Linked DNA regions of Sus scrofa: region 1 is linked to region 2. The links are chromatin contacts, called in public Hi-C maps. All regions are on one chromosome and are shown on one strand. Each heading gives the region's core, a stretch centred on a gene start, on an enhancer-like site or on the middle of the called end of the contact. The rest is flanking DNA. Distances are from core to core; before and after follow the strand shown.

Region 1 (3,636 bases), core at 847-3,346, 190 kb before region 2:
GCCTTTAGAGCATGAGATACTGAGACACTGAACAGCATTTATGATATTAAATCAAACATACAACTGTAGCCCGAAACAACCGGAGCCTGTATTACAAGGGGACATTCTCAAATATATTTGGAGGTAATACAAAGAGAAAGGCAATAACATTTTTGATAGTGTAGAAGACATTACATTCAAAGAAAACACCAGATGGCAGCACCAGATGCTAGAGATGCGTCCGCTGGGATTTTTAGCTCAAACCTGAGCATCTAGGATGTCAAAGGTAGCTTAAAACTATATTCAGGGAGACTAACCTTTAAAAAAAAGAGATAGATTCCCTAAAGGAAAATAATGCCTATTTTGTAATATATTACAGGATTTTTAGAAACAGTGTTTCACGTGTTACAAGCAAAATACTAAGAAAATAACACCAAATGTTATGTAACTAATAAAAGTGAACTAAACAAAGGCTTTATTTTGGGTTGTAGTAATATTTAACTTTGCCAATCTGTGTTCCAATTAGCCAGAAAGGCCTTAAGTCAAAGAATGAAACACTATCAGCTTATAGAAAAGGGTAATTTTTCACAAATATTAAAATGTATTCACTCACATTAAAATAAGGGGCAATAATGACCTCTCTTCATGTACTTTTAGTGTCACTTAGGACATTGCTTGCTAAAGCAGACATCAAAGGGTCTCATTAAGTAAATGCAACATTAAAATTTAAAGTGATGATCTATGTTTTTCCATACTATGCATCAAAATTTTGTCTGGAACACGACTTTTAAAATCTATTAAATTGGGTATTACTCTTTAAGGCTTTCCTTCTTTTAGAGGAAAGAAGAGGACTACGAGGCTGCTAGGACACTTGTATAAAGGAAGACCAACACCCCAGGGAGTCACACCTATTAAATAAAAATCTTCACTGAGAGTTTTAGTCCTCATACATACTCTTGGTATCCTTCACAACTTCATTGTGAGATCAGGGAGTGAGAATTCAGCGCTACATTTTGGATGAGAAGCAACAGGACAATTCAAGCCCATCCAGTGGTTAGAGGGCAAAGCAGAGCTGGCAAAGGCACCCACTGCCGACTTGGAAGAGGGTGGTCTCAGTGGCATTTTTTTAGTTTTGATTGAAGGGAAGAGGAGCATCTGTGTCATCGGAGAACCGAGCCAGTCGATGGAGGAGGAACATTCCCGGCGGAGGGAAACACTCTGCCAGTGAAACAGTCATTGTTGCCCAAGTGCAGTGAATTGTTTCCAAGTTCTGTGATCATGATGCTGAAAATATTTTTCTCACCTGAGTTTACTCAGGATTGAGCACCCTGAGAAGATCAGGCAAACCTGCTGATTCTAATGTGAAGTCAGATCAAGGATGCCAGAGGAAAACAGTCCTAACTGATAAAAGAAGAAACGAAGCAAACGTCTGAATTGAAAAAAGAAGCATGTGTGTCATAGTCAGCCAAAAGCTGGTTCGCCACAGGCAGATGAAATTCTGAAATTTAATAATGCACAAGGCAGGGATCTTTATGGAAATGAATGATTCACTGCACTATCTAAATCTTAGATGACACAAAGAAAGAAAAACAGCGATAGACAGGGTCAAATTATAGCCCAAAGAGGAAACTACACTATCCAGGAGATGCTTTCTGCCCAAAGCACAATGCAGTGGCAAAAGTTTTTTCAAAGGAAGGAATAAAGGGGCAAGAGATCTTGGGCCACTCAGAAGCCTAGGAGTTTTCTCCATTTTAATGAACCCAGGCTTGTTCTAAATCTGGCAGCTACAGGGACCCTATGTTGGATGACCTTTCTATACCCTCCATGAAAGCCTGTGTGGTCCCCCAATGGGCCAGCGCACATCTGACGGCAGTGTGTGCCAGTTTCTCACTGACACGCGCCTTTTCAGGTCGAGAGCAGGCTCGGCTCTGCTCTGACGCAGCCATGTCCTCTAGATGCCCCTGTTCTGACGGACTCTCCCTGTACTCGGATCTAAACGCATCAGTCATTGACAGCCACCACGGGCCTCTCCTCCTGACATTCTTTCCTCCAGAGGATTGAGTCAGGAGGTGTCCTCTTGTGAAGCTGGGGGCCCAGGCCAGCCTCTTTCAGCAGTAGTGACTGAGTGAGAACATGCTATTCGCAGCCTGCTGGCTCCACTCTTGGGAGCACAAAGTATGTGTTACAACAACAAGCACGAGACTCCTGACCACATTCTTCCCTATCTCGAGATCTGTAATGAGAACATTTGAAGTACATGCATATAATCAGGAAACAGGGCTGGAAGTCAGCATGCTAAGTGAGTTTCTGATTTGTGGCTCTGAGACATAGATTCTTTCGCTCTCTGAATCCAGACCCCACACATTTTGGAAGGAAAGCAACAGCCAGAAGATGAGAAAAACAGTTCATGTTTATGAGACCAGCCTAAAGCCCATGCCACACTTACAAGTTTGGGTTTTCATTCGGCAAAGAAACTAGCTGTTCTTTCTTCAAGTTCATTGGAAAATATGCCCATTAGTCTGACTCTTTGGCTTTAGGATCATTGTCCTAGAATCTTCTAAACCAGTAAGTGAGAGATCATTTTATTTTAAATATGGAAGTTAGGGAAAAGTACCCAATACTTGCCAAAGTAGTTCAATAAAAAAGTAAGGAAGAAAAATTGGATTAAAAATAAAGGATGGCTCCCCATTCTCCATTCCTTCTGGTTTAATTTTGTTTGTTTGTTTTGTTTTGTTTTGTTTTGTTTTACAGTAGCTTGGATAACCTTAGTTTCCTGAAAATAGTTCATTTAAAGAACCCCTGCAAGTGGGAGATTTCAAGTCGAATGCCATAGAGAAAAGAACGGACCACCTCCTATTTCTCGGTTTGACATCCCATAATGTGTGACACAGGACAGTACAACCACATACCTGGCTTCACGGTAGGACAAAGCACAAGGACCACACCCTGTCTTGCAGGTAGCCACACTCATAAGCGTCCTTCCCCTTTCCAGTTGTTGATGACACCTTAGGTAAAGGCCCAACAATACTTCACTCTACACGTTGGGGACCCCTGGGATAATACTCCTTTACAATTGCCCATGTCAGGGGCCACAGCCTGGTGTCTGACTCAAACATGGGGTACAGAGCAGCAGCAGGAATTCAGCACTTCCCAGATCCATGAACACACCTAGCTGGCTTTGGGTCTGCCCTGGGGTTAATTCCCCACACATGACAACCATGTTAAGTATTAAAAGAAAAACATGCTGCATTTTAGAGCATGTTTATTTCTGCAAGTGCTCCAGTGTTTAATTACTGCTAAAGTCATTTGGGGTTTTTGACACAGATTCTATTTTAGTAACATAAACTCAGCATAACTCAGCATTGCCAAAAATGAATTCCTAAGGTAGATGACTAAAATAAACCGGTAATAAATATTGGCTGTTGGAATGGGAACTATATCTCGGTAATGTAGACACAGCATTACTGACTCATTTTCAAATAACAGTCTCTCCCAAGGATTATTGGTATGAGGGATCAGAGAGGAAAGAAGTCCATCTCTCTTTTAGGCAGCAGGATGGAAGAGGACTACGAATACACCAGGCGAGGATGTTTTTACATCTAATTTGCCAACAGAAATATAGCCCCTGGTGTCTGACAAGGGATCCATTTGAAAAGG
Region 2 (3,637 bases), core at 105-2,604:
CAGGCGATCTACCGGAAAAAAGACCAGCAATGTTTTCTGGAACTAGAAAGAGCTTAATGTATATTTATCAATGTAAAGAGAATGCCTTCAGAGTACCCCTCTTTAATACATCCTGTTCTTTACTGCCAAGTGAAATCCAGGCTTCTTAATGCAGCAGTAAAGCAGTAATATATTTCAGCTTTATTTCCTACTTCACCCACAAGTTCTCATCAGTGTAGAGTTTTCTACTCATATTATCCAAAACACTTTCTACTACCATCCCTTCCTGTTTATACTGTTTCCTCTGGCTAGAAACGCCTTCTTCCCTCTATTTGAACCACTGGATTCAATACTGTGTAAGATCCTTAAAGGCCAAGAATAAATATAACTCATTTCATTTTGCCTTCTTTGGAAACTTTTCTTTTTTTGCCTAAATAACTTTGTTTTTCTTTCTGGGTATTATTCTATAGCATGGTGGATGGTGTTTTCCCTTCCCTACCTGAGTATAGGTTTCTTAAAAACCGTCTGTCTTCCACAACTGTGTAATATGTAGTGTCTTGCTCATAGCAGACACATATATGCAATGAATAAAAAGGACGAGAACTTCCTTTGCTACAGCTGTGAGGTCCTCATTTAATCCTTGCTTTTCCAGGTTACCTTAAATCTCTGATGACTTCCTAGAATAGAAGCAGAAACTGGAAATGAGACATGACGAAACGTGGAGGTGATGAGGACAAATGTCTGATCAGACTGGATTTCAGAGAGAAATAAATTTGAGGACAGTAAGTATTAAAGTTTTGCTGTGATTGGGAGCAGAGAAATGTGACAGTACCTGAAAAAGAAGTACTGAGGGAGCGTACATCCTTATAAACCGTACGGTCTCGTTCAAGATCAGCAATTTCTAGGCATAAGGTCTCAATCTCTCCCTTTCATTTTTTGCAGTCAACAAAAGGCAGGTCATATGTATCGGAGCTTATTATCAGGCACTTTGCAAACACTTTATACATTCCAGTTACTTTAATTCTCACCAGAGCCTTGTGAGGGAGGTTCTGTCAGGAGCTTCGTTTGACAGATAAGACACTGAATATAGATTAAATGATCTTCCCAAAGTCCCACAGATAAAAATTCATGGGGAATGAGGGCCAGAGACGCTTCGGTCACCTAGATACCATGAAGGAGTTACAGCTGACATGCTACAAGTTCTGCAAAATTCGCCAGGGACTCCCCGCTTCGCCCCAGGCCTTTCAAAAAAGAGCCCTAAAGGTCAGCCCCACAGGTTCCCAGACCACGGTGCTCACCTCGTTATTGAGGTTCAAAGTCCCTGGCTGACCATAGTAGCTCCGAGAGGAGGCTCGAGCTGCCCGCACGTGAACTGTATCCACTCGAACGCGGCTGCGTCGCCAACCCCTCAACGGCGGCCTCATTGGCTCAAAATTCATCCACCTTTCACTCGAGCCGACGCACGCGCAGAAGGTACGCAGACGCGGAGGGGAAGAAAGGAAGTGACGGAGAACAACTTCCTGCGCCGAGAGCTCCGCGCCTGATTTGCGCGTTCTTGCGGAAACCCCCGCAGGGGCGGGTGGCGGAGGGGGCATTTCGCAAGCTATTACCTTGTTTAGAAGTTTTTCAAGATACTGGCTTTATTACATTCGTTTGTAGACTGGGCGCAGCTTTGTAAAGACCTTGTTTTTTGTGTCCCTGTGAGAATGAACGTTTTTTGAAAGGATCACTTGAACGACCAATTTAGCTCCGAAGTTTTGTCTAGCGTTTGTGAAGATTTAGATTTAGCAATGTTTCAGTCTTACTTTATAGCTCAGGCGTAGACATTTCTTTCTGCACACTGTAAGGAGATTATTAGATAATAACGTTTAGATAATTTAGGTAAATTTAGATAATGAACGTGTAGAGCAAAACCAGGATGAACATTTGCCACTGCCTGTGAAAATGGCTGTTTAAAAGTATTACATTAGCCTGGGTGTAGAGAAAACTTGAGGGAGTGGATCTGAAGTAGGTAGCGTATTAATAGTTAACGCCCAGTAATATTGAGCGTTAAAATGGATCAAATGCTGGGACAAACTTAGCATCAATCTCCAAAATAGTCAAGAAATCCAATGAGATAGGAACTGTTATTTTACAGATGTGGAAACTGACTTAAGAAGCCAAGTGTCTTGCCCAGAGTTGCCCAGCTGAGCCGACCACTGACACAGGATTCCAAGGCCGGTTACATAATTTCTGGGGCCCAGTGAGAAAAGAAAATGCAGGACCCCCGACGTTCATAAAGTAGGAAAAAGTTTCTTCTTTTTTACATGGTGTCTTTTGACCTGTATTGTGCTTTTTATTTGGTAGTTAATGTGGTGCTCCCTCAAGAAAAGGGATGCTATGGGGCTACTGCAGATCCTCACAGGTGCCTGGGACCCCTGCTCCAGGACTCAGGGAAGGGTTCCTGTACTGCACCAAGGTGGTAGCAGTTGCTGGGCAGAGAAAGGGAAGTGGAATCCAGAGAACCTAAGTGGGAGTATGTGGCAGGAAAAGCCACACTTGACCTGAGACTAAGCTTTTGACAAATATTCCATTGTCCCACTGGATTTCACTTACAGAACTCAGATTCATGGATAAACTTATTAAGAATTTCACGACTGTGGAGAAAGAAAATTTAAGCTAGGTCCGCTTCTGAGCCTCTATCAAAGAAGACTGTCCTACTCAGAGCTTTTGCTCTTGGCTCATGAGTCTGTACTCAATTTACAGTAATTCAGTCTTATGTTTGGATTTGTGTTATTTTAGTTTAAGGTATAATGTGGGCACCGTCGGATTAACACCTGACTTCCTGTCTGACTAATGTTGCATTAAGGTAGTGTTGCCATTTATAAATCTTACACCGAATTGTAATTGTGTCCTTTTTCAGCTGTTTCCCTTCATTATAACTGAGCTCCTGGAGTATAGGAGCTCATCACCCCAAGTGGGTAATAGCATTCATATGTAAATACATAGGAAAGGATGTTTTAAAGCTAAAAGAGCTTTAAGGAAAATATGTCTTTTAATCTGGAAGAAAAATGTTAGTATGATTCCATAATGCTTCCAAAAATGTATTCTTAAAATGAAGTTCGTCTGTAGCTTTTAAAGGCTCTGTAGTATTTTCTCTTGACCACTCTTCTTGCTCTATGACATCTGGTTTCTGTAGCCACTGCAACCGCTGCAAGCTCAGCGTTTGTTTTCTACCTTTACTTAGCCTACACTCTCTCTGCTTTTGATGCTCCTCTCTACTTTCTTAAGTGTACCTTTTCAAGACCTGTTCACATTCTTTTTGTTTTTTAATTTTTTATTAAAGTATAGTTGATTTATGTTGTTGTGCCAATTTCTGCTCTACAGCAGAGTGACTCAGTCATACATATATATATTCTTTTTCTCATATTCCATCATGTCCTATCTCAAGAGACTGGGTATAATTCCCTGTGCTATACAGTAGGACTTGTTGCTTGTCCATTCTAAATGTTATATTTTGCATCTACTAACCCCAAACTCCCAATACAGCCCACTCCCTCCTACTACCCCATGGCAACCGCAAGTCTGTTCTCCATGTCTGTGAGTCTGTTTCTGTTCTGTAGGATTTTTTTGTCCAAAATATGACAATTTAAGTGAAATGAATAAATTCATGGAAACA

Evidence for each region. Hi-C and Micro-C count contacts between places; a contact is called where the count stands out from the background.
Region 1: a Hi-C map of skeletal muscle shows a contact between it and region 2, with 3 times the contacts expected there. The contact joins the enhancer-like site here to the promoter of SRFBP1 in region 2. A contact is called at or near these places in 7 of 47 Hi-C or Micro-C datasets (brain, embryonic fibroblasts, retroperitoneal adipose tissue and 1 more) and 1 of 2 datasets of contacts at active chromatin or transcription factors (skeletal muscle).

The regions. Positions count from the first base shown.
Region 1 is chr2:125,691,866-125,695,501 of Sscrofa11.1, reverse strand. The region is part of intron 7 of LOC100525452 (zinc finger protein 474); the gene reads right to left. Among named protein-coding and RNA genes, the nearest start is that of LOX, 87 kb to the right of the region's middle. Within about 2 kb of position 2,096, at least 26 of the 83 cell types and tissues checked have an H3K27ac peak or open chromatin away from gene starts, as enhancers often do. A contact at or near this core is called in retroperitoneal adipose tissue and skeletal muscle, where this site is marked.
Region 2 is chr2:125,505,564-125,509,200 of Sscrofa11.1, reverse strand. It overlaps SRFBP1 (serum response factor binding protein 1), which reads right to left and starts at 1,354. Exons shown (of 10, transcript NM_001244566.1): 1 at 1,309-1,354; 2 at 1,278-1,306. The coding sequence starts at 1,312. It overlaps LOC102160311 (a long non-coding RNA gene), which reads left to right and starts at 1,482. Exons shown (of 5, transcript XR_002341867.1): 1 at 1,482-2,259.